Linked DNA regions of Mus musculus: all the other regions are linked to region 1. A link is a contact called in public HiChIP or PLAC-seq and promoter capture Hi-C data. All regions are on one chromosome and are shown on one strand. Each heading gives the region's core, a stretch centred on a gene start, on an enhancer-like site or on the middle of the called end of the contact. The rest is flanking DNA. Distances are from core to core; before and after follow the strand shown.

Region 1 (4,252 bases), core at 1,070-3,569:
GCCTGACTGCAAAGATCTGTGCTCTTCTCTACTACATCACACTTGCTGTCAGAGTCAAAAATATTCATTCTTAAACATAATAGGTAAGTTAAAACTCTTTCTGACATGTTCAAAAATCTGGGCGAATGAGCTGCATGATAGTACACTGGGCACAGGTGCCTGCTGCCAAGCCTGACAGCCATAGCTTCAACCCACAGACACGGTAGATGGAGAATACCAACTCAACTACCCAGGTGTCTCTGGCTTACACATGGGTATTGTGGCATGAACGAACACACACACACACACACACACACACACACACAAATGGTTTTTTGTTTTTTTGTTTTTTAAATCAGGGCCAGTGGTGGAGTTCCAGAACACAGAGGAACTCCACCACTCACATCTCTGTGAATCTGAGACCAGCCTGGTCTATGGAGTAAGTTCCAGGTCACCCAGAGTTAAAAGTGAAACTCTTGTCTCAAAAAAGCCAAAAAGTTGTCCTCTGAGAGGCTCCACCCAGCAGTTGACTGAAACAGATGCAGAGACACATAGTCAACCATTACACAGAGCTCAGGAAGTCTTGTGGGGGAGTTGGGGAGAAGGATTGAGGAACCCAGAAGGGATAAGGACTTCACAAGAAGACCAACAGAGTCAATTAACTTGAACCTTTGGGGGTTCCCAGAGACTGAACCACCAACCAAAAACCAATACATGGGTTGGACCTAGGTCCCCTGCACATAGCAGATGTGCAGCCTGGTCTTCATGCAGGTCCCCCAACAACTGGAGTGGGGGCCGTCCCTGACTCTGTTGCCTGTCTGTGGATCCTGTTCCCCTAACTGCCTTGTCTGGTCTCAGTGAGAGAAGATGCGCCTAGTCCTGTAGAGACTTAAGGTGCCAAGTATCAGGTATCCATCCAGATGAATGTGGCCAAGGCTGACAAGGTCACAGGCAGGTTTAAAACCTATGCCACCTGCAGGCCATTCTCAGGATAGACAAGTCAGATGATTCTCTTTTCTGCTTAGCTAAGGCAAACTATATCATCTCAAAGAACTTCTGATCAGAGGAAATTTAGGGACATGTAATTAACAATGAGAACCCCACCCCAAATTGTAGGTAGTGTAAAATTTTAGTTTCCTAACTGAAAAGAATTGGAGATTCAAAAATAAATTTTCAGAAAGGCTGCAGTGAAACTTGTACAGATAAAATCCGTAAAATTAAACTTCCATGTGGTATGTGAGGATAAGAGCTACGAGATCGGCAGCTCAAGCCCATGTAGGAGAAACCTGGGCCATTTAACTGTTAAATTAAGTTCCCCACAGCACCTGTCCCATGATTATTAGTGAGGATGGATGAGAAGCAAAGGCGCGTGCAATCCTACGGGTGTTCACGTCATAAACCCACAGCTCTGTTTGATATTTCTGTGGTTGGATCTGCTGCAGGGTTTGCACAACTTTTACAGGACAAACCTGCCTCAGGTCAACCAGGAGATGAGATGGATGCTTCCATCACCTCTGGGATGATTTCCACCTCTCCTGTCACAGACCTAACTTTCTAGTCAGGTATTAACTAGGCTTCTTCAGCACACTGCATGGCTGGAAGGGGACAGGCCAGATTATGAGCTTAAATATAATGTAGAACTACATCATACACATTTTTTAAAATTTTGCTTGGCACACAAGATTTGTAAATTTTTATGAGGTGAAATGTGATGTTTTTACTCCTGTGCAGTTGGCTAATTAGCATATCCACCACCTTAAACTTTCACCATTTCTTTATGCTGAGTACACTCGAAATTCCTCCTCTTTGGGTCTATCCAAATTGTCACTAACAATATCCACTAAGAATGTTTACTTTAAAAATGTCCCCGAGAGGAAATGTTCTCACCCTTGTGTCACTTAAGCATCTCAGTAGTAGCATCCCTAAACAGCCTTACCCTGGTGGTTTCAGAAAAATGGGTGAGACTAGTTTGACAACCCGTGTAATTTGCTTCAGGCTCGACCCCTTCTCTGCTGGCCCTGCTGATTCTCACCAGCGTGAACACAGTCAGCAACAGCTGGGGATCATTAACCCGACAGAAATAGCTCAGGAACTCCAGCGTGTGAGTGGGGGAGGCGAGGCTGAGTATCAGATTTAAAAAATCAAAGGGCAACAGGCAAGGCGGGAGGCGGGGAAGAGGTGACCCCTAAGGAGAGTATCTCCCTACATTAGAGCCAATGGGATAACTAATGAAGGGGCAACTGACTATACCAAAGCTGCTTCACCCCTCCCTAGTCTTAGATGGAAGGCTTAGTCAGACCCGAGAATGGGACAGGCTGGGCTGTGGAGAGGGAAGCTGTAGAGTCCTAAAGTTTACCCTCAAATCATCTCAGTCTGAAGGAATCTTTCAGAGGAGATGAATCAGTCCCAGGGTTGTACTGACAGTAGAAGCCAAGTCCACAACAGGGCAGGCACAGGGCCGTGAGAAGATACGACAATCCCAAGGTGGTCTCAGCCAGGTCTACCTCTATCGGGTGCTCTCCGATAGCTTTTGAACCCGGCATGTTTCAGGAGATTGGTGCAGGAATGTGCCATCTGCCTGGGCCCCAGCCCAAGTGTGTTCAGCACACAGCTGAACGTACTGGAGGAGCTTTTGTCAGATCCCTACCCCCCAGGGAGTCGGCTGGCACATCCTGATCTGCACGTTTAATTCTGATGAGGTCCAGAACCCTGTAAGCTTCTTCATACCACACTTGCCAGGGTGTCCACTCAGTATCACCAGGACTTCTCCCAGCAGGGCAGTTCTGTAACTGAGTTTCCTACCTGGAAGCCTGGACAGGGAATTATTCAAGTGCAAATAGTAAGCTGCAACTTTCCTTGGTAAGAGGTTTTGTAAGCAGGAGCCTGCCTGGATTCAGCTGAACATTTTATCTGGTGTCTCTATAATGATCTGCTGATGAAAGAAAGCCCCATCTTCCTGTGCAGCCCTGGTTGTCCTGGAACCTGCCCTGTAGACCAGGCTGGCCTCAAACTCAGAGATCAGCCTGTCTTTGCCTCCCTAGATTTAATCCTTCTGGGATTAAAGGTGTGCACCACCACAGCTAACCTACTGCTTGTCTAACCACAAACTACCATAGCAAACTGTGTTCATGCTTATTTCCAAAATGCAGCCGTCTTCTCTTAAAAATTGCATCTGAACCTGGTTTTCCATAATGCTCTAAATACCTTATAATAATTAGCTGACTCTGAATATTTGAAGTTGATAAGAAAGGCAGAGGATGTTAAAATATTAAATCCACTTGAGACTAAACAAAAGGGTATGACTTACATGGCTAACAGTTCATCCTGAGGCAGCAACATCAGAAGACAAGCTTCGTTGAGCAGACTTCTGTAGTTATAACCACAGGTCAGTGTGTGCAGCTTAGGTGGACAGAACTGCATGTCACATCTCCTATCAATTCTTAACAGCATGCAGTCTTTAATATTTAAAACTTAAGGTTATAATATTACAACTAGTCTCTTACTGTGTGCACTCCATATGGAGGTGAAGACAGAAGCAAAGAAGGAGCCCAAGTTCATGTCACACCTTACAGAGAGCTCACACACATGTCACACCTTAGAGAGCTCACACACATGTCACACCTTACAGAGAGCTCACACATGACCTCATTTGACTCAGTTATGACTAAAGACACTAGAAAATCAGAAACTGGTTTACTAAGCTAGAGCAAGTCAGACACACACAGACACACACACACACACACACAGACACACACACACAGACACACACATAGACATACACAACTGGCAAGATCAAACTAAGAACAGCAAGTTCAAGACAATTTTGCTCTCTGTTAAGACACTAACTGCCTACCATATAATGGTGTCCAACTTCAAGAAAGTAATGTATGACACCCAGAGACTTGACTGATCTCTCTCAGCTTTAACAAGATGTTACATCCCTTGTTCCAACTTCATATTCTGAATGTAGCTGAAAAGCATTACAGAAACATTATTAATGTCACTGACAATAAACAGAGGCAAATTACTTCTGAATTATCCACATGAGACTGACTAAAATCAGATTAGGATACTAGTCAAAAACCTCAGTTAATTCAGGATAAACACATCTCCCTAGGGATGCAATACTGCCCTCTAGTGCCCAGAAACAGTAATTATCAGAAGGCTAATTAACTGCTCCATGTGCACAAATGGGTGGCTTCAGTGTGAGCACTTGGGAGGACCAGAGAGAAAAGGCTGGGCTTACCACATGCATTTAAAACAAACAAACAAA
Region 2 (4,252 bases), core at 985-3,484, 120 kb after region 1:
GACAGAAAACTAACCAGCACACCCAGAATTTTTTCCTAACATTTATGTAGTATATATACACGTGTGAATGTATTCATGACACAGCATGTGTGGGGGTGAATCCATTCATGACACAGCACGACTGCGGATGTCAGGATATCCTGAGGGACTGGGTTCTCTTTTACCGTGTGAATTCTGGAAATGAAGCCCAAGCCATCAGACTTGAAAGTAAGTGCCTTTATTTGCTGAGCCATCTAGTCAGCACAGCAGGGAGGAAAGTGTGACATGGGTAAATCTTGAATACGTTATGCTAAGTGAACTAAACCAACCTCAAGAGACAAATATTACATGCTTCCATAAATATGAGGTACTTACAGCAATAAAAGCACGGCAGCAGAGGTAGAGAAATGCACCAGCGAGCACAAGCACCTACTATACAAGCAGGAGGATGCAACTTCAGACCCAACACCCACAGAAAAAGCTGGACGTGTGTATGCACGTCTGCAATCCTAGTACTGCTGTGGGTATAGACAAGAGAACTGCTCGGGCCTGTGGCAGGCAGCATCACTCCAGATACACTGAGAGATCCTGAGAGAATGAAAGGAAAGTGATAGGACAGGGCACATAATGCCTTCCTCTGACCTCCGAATTGCACAGGCATGAGCACTTGTACACACTAATGTGTACACAACACACACACACATTCTAACAAAAGTATAAGACCAATTGCCAGTGCTAGAGGCAGAGGAGAAAGGGGAGTTTTATTGTTAGTGGGCATAGAGCTGCAATTCTGCAAGATAAGGGGGCTCAGGATGGAGGGTGATGATGGACAGTTGTATAATGACAAGAATGTGCCCAATACTGCTAACAATACACTAGAATATAGCTATGGTGGGAAATGTTAACTATATTTTAACTGCTTCTCAGCAATTATAATTTGGTATTAATAATACCAAATTTATTACCACTTAACAGAGGGGAAAAACCAATTCAGTTGCAAAGATACACTACTCTTCAGGTAAAGAGGAGGAAGAGCGGACACCAACGCCATAGGCAACGAGGGCAGTCTCAAGTCACAGAGAAGTCCTTCCAGACTTTGGAACCTGCCAAGTCAGGTTCTCTGTCAGGTTCTGAAAATGCCTGAGGCCCTTGCATATTCTCTCCCTCTCCCTTTCCCTCTCGATCCCTTCCTTCCTCCATCCCTCACTATGGAGACATTCATAACTGCTATACTGTGTGTGCCTCCTGCATTTGTCCCAGGAGAACAGACAGCTTCCCCCTTTGGATGACATCATGCTTTATTTTGGGGTCCAGCAACATGACTCAAAAGCACCTGCTCCAGAGCCTGACAATCTGAGTTCAATTCTTGGGAACCGCATGGTAAAAGGAGAGAGCCATGAGCTGCAAACTGCCTCTGAGCGCTACATTTGCACCGCAGCACGTGCATGTACACACGCACACACACACAAGCATGCTAAAAGGTAATTTTTTAATAATCGTAAAGAACTGGTATCTTGGAGCTGCTGATGCACAAATGAGCTCAGACTGAAGCTGTACTGAGTTGAGATTTTCAGAGCTACTGGAATGGATTAATGTATTTTAATTTGGGACAGTAAGGAACTTCTAGAGGCCAGAGAACAGACTACAAGAGGCTAAAAATGACCTCCAAATATGCCACATCCGAGTTCCTATAACCAGTGCCTGGGACTTTCTATCAAGAGGAAAAGCTGAATCTTTGTAGTTGAATTAAGGAGTTTGTAATGGGGGAGATCAGCCTGGATTGTCAGGTAGGTTCATGAGTTAAACAGTCATGGGTCCTGTAAAAGAGAAGGAAGAAAGAACTTTGACAAAAATAGAAAAAAATAGCAGTAAACGTTTCAAGGCTAATATATACTGAACACTTCTACAAACCAAGGAAAGCCAATGGCCACCAGAAGTCCCTCACCTAAAGCCTCGGAAAGAATATGGCCCTTGTGACGCTTTGATTTTGGCCAGAGAATCTGACTTCCCGCTCCTGACCTCCTCGACTGTAAAGAACGGTGAATGCAGAGACCTGTCACAACATTGTAGCACAGTAACCTAACAGAGCTGCTTAGACCTGGGCACTGTGAGGGGAGGGAAGAAGTGAGGTGATGACAGATGTGTGTGCTGAAGACAGAATTAACAACACTGCTGCGGACTGCCTCGTGTGAAGTAGGAGACACTGAGGAGAGGACAAGGCTCTAGCCTGAAGTCAGCCACCTCAGGAAACTAGGGAGAACGTGCTGACTCCGCAACACCCACGTCAGGGCAACCACCGTGAAAACTGTTTAGTTGACTGAGGCTGGACACAGAGAGAGGATTCTCATCACTGACTCTGATCACTGCTCTGCTTTTTCTGGTTTTCTTACTGGCTGAATATTGTCCTTGCCATGTTTAGCTCTACTCTTCTATACATGAAAATTCAAACAAGAACATTATAGATCTGCAAGAAAATATGTTGAAGGGCACGTGAGCCACAGGAAATATATTTAGAACTCTGTCCTTTAAGCCTAAAGAGACAAGATCAGAAAGTGGAGTTCCATTCATCTGTTGAGTGTTTACTGAGCACCTACTACCCAGCATGACAGCCACTATGCTGATGCTGAGCATAGAACAGCAGGAGAGAGATAACTTTGGTCCCTAACATCACAGAAAGACAGGCGTAAGTAACTAGGCAAGGGGCGAGAGATGGGACACAGTAAAGTACTTGCCTCTAAGGTGTGAGGGCCTGAGTTCATACTACAAAAACCATGTTAAAAACAAACAACAAACAAACACAGGGCACAGTAACACATGCCTATAAGCCTAGCAGTGTGGAGATGGGGTGCGAGAGAGGCACACCACTGAAAGCTCACACCAGCTAGTGTAGCCTACTTGGCAAAGTTCCAGACCAATGAGACCCTGTGGAAAACAAGAGCGGGAAGTCACCTGTGGGCCACTTCTGGCTGGCAACTTGACTACATCTGGTATGAACTCAAACCTAAGTGGCTGGGCACACCTGTGAGGGATTTTTCTTAAATCACTTCAAGTAGGAAAACCCAGATCTTTTGAGGCAGAAAGAGCCACCTTTAATCTGGACACACCTGCTGGCAGCCAACATAAAGGACAGGGAAGGAGTCCTTTGCTCTTTACCTGCTTGTTCTGGCTCTTGCTGGCAAGTGTAGTTCTCCACTGACTGCAGACCCTATGTCTGCAGGATTCCAGCATATACTCAAGGCCAGCTGAAACACCTAGCCTTGTGGACTGAAAAACTACTGGATCCTTGGACCTTCCTTTGGTAAAAAGTCATTTTTTTTGTTTGTTTGTTTTTGGTTTTTTTGTTTTTTCGAGACAGGGTTTCTCTGTATAGCCCTGGCTGTCCTGGAGCTCACTTTGTAGACCAGGCTGGCCTCGAACTCAGAAATCCGCCTGCCTCTGCCTCCCGAGTGCTGGGATTAAAGGCGTTCGCCACCACGCCCGACTAAAAAGTCATTTTTTGACTGACTGGACCACAACCTGTAAGCCACTCTAATAAATACCCTTCATATGTGTGAATGTGTGTGTACATAAGTATACATATACATACACATATATGTACATATATGTGACTATGTACATACATTATATATGTATATATACACAGAAAGAAAGATTCATTTTATAAATTCTGTTCCTCTAGAGAACCCTGACTAATCAAGTACCTGAGGAATGAGACCAACATTATTCTCTGACCTCCATACAAATGTGCACATGTGCAGCATACAAACACACACACACACACACACACATATGCAAAGTGACTTTGGCTAGTGCTACTAGAAAAGCTCTAGTAGGGGCTAAGAGAAATAAGCCCACATTAAATGACTCTCGTGCGCTAAACCCTTACACGGAACCATTTAGCTCTCACAAGTATCCTATGAGGAAATGGAGATTCTAAACCCTTGCCCAAGATCCCAGAGCTGGTAAACAGCAGAGGCAGACAGAACACGGGTGCATGTGGTCCAGTCTGATGGCTGGGGAGACCTGCCACACGGGAAAGGCGGGCGGGCCGGCGAGCAGCGAGAATGCTAACTTCCAAGGGCTTCGGCTCCAGTAAGAGCCTTCTGAGTTTTCTATGCTCACTTCATAAAGGTGAGTGTTGCAGAGCATTCAAAAGTCCCTTACCACTCTCCAAATAGAACAAAGGTACACTGGAATTAGCTCAGTTTTATTTAGGCACCCAACAGGTTACTAGACATGTTGAATATAAAATGCCGTGGACAGCTTGCCCAAA
Region 3 (4,252 bases), core at 839-3,338, 97 kb after region 1:
TGCTTCCAATTCACAAAGGGCATTTCAATAGCCGCTTAAATCCTTCCTGTCCTCCATATACCACAACAGTGGCTGCGTTATCTGTCGCTGCAGTCAGGTGGAGTTGAATGACAACAATTCAGCACTTACTTATATAAGCACTACAGGAGCCCTGTGAAACAACTCTGGTCCTACACCACTGAAAATTACTCTTGGAAGGGAGTTGAGCCTTGCCTTTAAGGACCTGTGGGCATCCCTCCGTCCCTCCCTCCCCAACCCCCATTACAGCTGGGATACTTCAGTGGCTGGCATCTAGAAAGGCTCCATATTCATCTGCCCACTGTGTATTTCCGGAGTTGCTTCAATGTGTGGAGCAGCACAATGGGTGAAGAGAACGCACTGCCTGCTCTCTAGGAGCTGAACAACCCATCAGTCACATTAGACTAAACAACGAGAAATGGTCCCAGACATGGAAGCCGGGTCAGAAGGTAAAGACTCTTTGTACCATTATTCAGTTAAAAACTCAAGGCCAGGCTGTCCAGGAATTTGATAGGTAGATCAGACTGTCCTTGAACTCATAGAGGTCACCCTGCCTACTCAGAGTAAAGGAATTAAAGGTGTGTACCACCACATCCAACTAACAATTTGTATTAGCTCAGACTCAAATAAAACAAGTTTTTTAAAACCTTCCAATTCCCTAGAGTTAAGACACGAGTGCACGCGTGCGCGCGCGCACGCACACACACACACACACACACCCGCATTCTCCCACAGCCCTCACCACTGCTCTATCAGAAATCATCCTTAAACAGCTCTGTTGCCTCCACCCTTAGCAGGGCCTGGTACATACTCAGTATTTACTACTTGTTGACTGGAAGCCCAATTAGCCCAAATTTACAAAATTAATTACACTAGAATTTATTTTCTTGGTACATTTAAACAATTCTGAGTCAAAATATAATGTATGTCTATATTTTTACGGATATGACTGCTACATTATCAAGCCAACAGTCAGGCACAAAGGTTACATTAAAACACTAGATCATTCAAACATTGAGTAGTTTTTCTGTTTTCTTTAGTTTTGTATTATTGGTTTGCTGAGAGGGTCTTATGTAGGCCAGGCTGACCTCACTCTTGCTATGTGGTTGAGTCTGGCCTTGAGACGCCTGCTCTTCCCTGTACCTCCCAGGTGACACATACAGACCACCAACTCTGGCAAACAAACTAGACAACAAAACTCACTTCCATGCATGCTAACCTAGCCAGAGTGTGGCAGTACGTTAAGTGATGGCTTACCTGTCCAGGCAGGGTCCTTCCCCAACTTTGCATATGGGGCATCCGTAGTACGTAAAGTGACTTTTGTCAGGAACTGTGGGCGTCACATTGAGAAATACAGAAGCCAATTCAGTTTATTTTCAGAAACTTTCCAAATGGCCAAGTGTGAGAACCTAGAGAGTAGCCTTCTGCCTGTGAAGGCAGAGGGCGGCAGAGTGCAAAGGACAAACCCCCTCTTGCCCTGCTTAAAGCAAATGCAGGCCAGCAAAGAGCCTCGGGAAAGTCAGCACCCAGTGCAAGAGGCATCGGAGCATCTGGGCTGCTCACCACTTAGTATTCATTTTATACATGCCAATGCTCATTTAAAACACAGCTTGTGGCCTGGAACTTTAAAAATGTTCTAATGTGCTGGTCTGTCCACATATTAATCAAGCCTGCCAGGTCTCAACATGCCAAGCTTAAAATACTCTCCAGAGCTTGTGGAAAGGTATGAGCTCCATCTTTTATTCACAGGAAAAGGGCTCGGAGGAGAATGACTAAGACTAACAGAATTTCACTGGACACTGTGACTGAAGAGGCCTGCTCCTAAACAGTGCTATATGTACCTGGACAAAACCACCTGAACAGAAAGAAACGAGAGGCAAGCTAATGGTGGGGCTCTTACACTAATCTCCAGATGAGATCCTGGATTTTAGTTGAAAGCTGTCAGGAATGTATTTTGGAACTGTTTTGACCGTGAGACCATCTCGTGGAAAGGTTGTTTTAGTCACTCGCTGACTAAGCTTCTTCAGAACCCAGTCTACTTCACTTCATAATGAAGTGAATGCTATTTTTATATGAGCAGTAATATAAGCAAAGTTCTTCTCTTATTTTCATCAGCCTTAGAAAAATGATGACCAAGAGGGGGCTGGTCAAACTTTTATAACTAAAGCCTCTGGGCCTAACGTATCCAACCCATTCATCTGCGGTCAGGGAAACAGCCTGCCGAGCAGGGTTACTTTATAACAGAAAAACGGGATCAGAGCACATTACAAGGCCAGCAGGTTTTGTTTTGGAGAGAGGGTCAGCCAAAGCTGGCCTTGAGGCTCTTTGGTTTTGGAGGCAGAGCCTTACTATGTAGCCTCAACAGGGCCTCCTGAGTGCTGGAATGAAAGGCAAGCACCACCCTGCCCAACCCAGGGACTGAATTGTGAGATGGCTTGATCCCCAGCTGGTTTACTATTTCAGGAAGCTAGGATCTTTAGGAAACAGGGTCCAGCAAGCAGAAGTGCATCACTAGGGATGGACTTGTCCCTGAAGCTCACTCCATTCTTGGCACACTGCGTTATGAATACAATCTATCATATACTCTTGCTGTCATGAGCTGCTCCAATCTCTTCTACAACGTATGGAAGCATCACCTGTCAATAAAATGTTGTTGGCCCATTAGCTTAGGCAGGAGAGAGGGAGATGGAAGTTCCGGTACAGAGAGGAATTCTGGGAGAGAGTCAGAGGCCCTGAACTCTGAGGAAGCCAGTGGCATGTATGTGAGGAGAGGTAACTAACCATGCGGCAGGACTTACAATAGTATAAAAGGGCTACCTGAGTTACGAGCTAGTGGAAACAAGTCAAAGCTTCTGGCCTAGGTATTTATTTATAATTAATTCAGTCTCAGAGTTATTACTTTGGGAACTTGGATGTGGGTGGAAAAGCCCACAGTTACAGTTCCCTATGATGGGCTGGAGCCCTAAGCCAAAACATCCGTCTCCTCCCCAAAGCTGCTTCTTTCAGGCCTTGAATTATCATCCTGTGCTATAGAAGAGAGTCTCTTCCATTCTTGTCCTTTCCTATGCCTCTCTCTTCCTCTATCGCTCCCTCCTTTCCACCCTTCCTGTTTTTGAGACAGGTTCTCCCTATATACTCCCAGGCTGACCTCAAAATCTTCCTGCCTCAACCTTTTAAGTGTTGGTACTACAGTATGCCACCACATCAGTTTGCAGATTTTCTCAAATAAATTTTTTTTTCTTCTAAAAAACAATACAGATCGCCGGGCGTGGTGGCACACGCCTTTAATCCCAGCACCTGGGAGGCAGAGGCAGGCGGATTTCTGAGTTCAAGGCCAGCCTGGTCTACAAAGTGAATTCCAGGTCAGCCAAGGCTACACAGAGAAACCCTGTCTCTGAAAAACAAAACAAAACAAAACAAAAAAACAAAAACAAAAACAAAAAAAAACAATACAGATCAACTTTAACTGGGCAATGCCAGTTAAATGAATACATTCCAACTTCTAGTGTAGGAACCGCCTACTCAGAGTACTTCTGGCACCTCAAGTCTTTTCAGAATTATCAACAATACTGTTTTCTCCTGATTATCTAAAGCTAGTTTCATATCTATTCGTATTCACCCCTCCCCTTATCTGTGCCCCACTACACTACCTCCAGGTTTTAAGTTCAGAGCTCTTTTAGATGAATAAAGAAAACAGCCTATGCTCTGGATAACCAAAGCTTGGCAACAGACTTTTCCGTCTGTATTTAATCCGAGTTTGCAGATAAATACATTACTTTTCTCATTTCTAGGAATAATACATATTCCTAGACAGTATTATAAATATTTGTATTAAATCCACAGTACAGGCTGGCAAGATGGCTAAGTGGGTAAAGGTGCTTGTCACCAAACCTGACAACCAGAGTGTGATTCCTCAAACACACATAGTAGAATGAGAAAATCCCCACAAACTGTTCTCTTACCTCCACAGGTGTCCTCACACATACACCCAAATAAATATAAAAAATGTTATAAAAGAACAAGTAAATAAAATTTTACAATAAGGGCTGGAAAGATGGCTCAGCAGTTAAGAGCACTGACTCCTCTTCCAGAGGTCCTGAGTTCAATTCCCAGCAACCACATGGTGGCTCATAACCATCTATAAAAGGGATTCGATGCCCTCTTCTCATGTGTCTGAAGACAGCTACAGTATACTCATATAAATAAAATAAATCTTAAAAAAAAACTACAATAA

Evidence for each region. HiChIP or PLAC-seq counts read pairs in DNA pulled down with a chosen protein or histone mark. Capture Hi-C pulls out chosen DNA fragments and counts their contacts.
Region 2: a promoter capture Hi-C map of pancreatic islet shows a contact between it and region 1. The contact joins two enhancer-like sites. A contact is called at or near these places in 21 of 39 promoter capture datasets (the 3T3-L1 cell line, 3T3-L1-derived adipocytes, the C10 cell line and 15 more), 1 of 15 datasets of contacts at CTCF or cohesin (the NIH/3T3 cell line), 9 of 484 Hi-C or Micro-C datasets (CD4 T cells, CD8 T cells, bone marrow-derived macrophages and 3 more), 18 of 115 datasets of contacts at active chromatin or transcription factors (the HPC-7 cell line, double positive thymocytes, embryonic basal ganglia and 13 more) and 4 of 9 other capture datasets (adipose tissue, embryonic stem cells, liver and 1 more).
Region 3: a CTCF HiChIP or PLAC-seq map of the NIH/3T3 cell line shows a contact between it and region 1, with 18 read pairs. The contact joins two enhancer-like sites. A contact is called at or near these places in 4 of 15 datasets of contacts at CTCF or cohesin (CD8 T cells, the NIH/3T3 cell line, large pre-B cells and 1 more), 21 of 484 Hi-C or Micro-C datasets (the BV-2 cell line, CD4 T cells, CD8 T cells and 11 more), 6 of 115 datasets of contacts at active chromatin or transcription factors (CD8 T cells, the HPC-7 cell line, double positive thymocytes and 3 more) and 2 of 9 other capture datasets (adipose tissue and liver).

Annotation. Positions count from the first base shown.
Region 1 is chr15:81,060,217-81,064,468 of GRCm38.p6, forward strand. The region is part of intron 2 of Mrtfa (myocardin related transcription factor A); the gene reads right to left. Among named protein-coding and RNA genes, the nearest start is that of Sgsm3, 85 kb to the left of the region's middle. Within about 2 kb of position 2,320, at least 87 of the 459 cell types and tissues checked have an H3K27ac peak or open chromatin away from gene starts, as enhancers often do. A contact at or near this core is called in the NIH/3T3 cell line, embryonic fibroblasts and pancreatic islet, where this site is marked.
Region 2 is chr15:81,176,782-81,181,033 of GRCm38.p6, forward strand. The region is part of intron 1 of Mrtfa (myocardin related transcription factor A); the gene reads right to left. Among named protein-coding and RNA genes, the nearest start is that of Mrtfa, 12 kb to the right of the region's middle. Within about 2 kb of position 2,235, at least 19 of the 459 cell types and tissues checked have an H3K27ac peak or open chromatin away from gene starts, as enhancers often do. A contact at or near this core is called in pancreatic islet, where this site is marked.
Region 3 is chr15:81,157,238-81,161,489 of GRCm38.p6, forward strand. The region is part of intron 1 of Mrtfa (myocardin related transcription factor A); the gene reads right to left. Among named protein-coding and RNA genes, the nearest start is that of Mrtfa, 31 kb to the right of the region's middle. Within about 2 kb of position 2,089, at least 28 of the 459 cell types and tissues checked have an H3K27ac peak or open chromatin away from gene starts, as enhancers often do. A contact at or near this core is called in the NIH/3T3 cell line and embryonic fibroblasts, where this site is marked.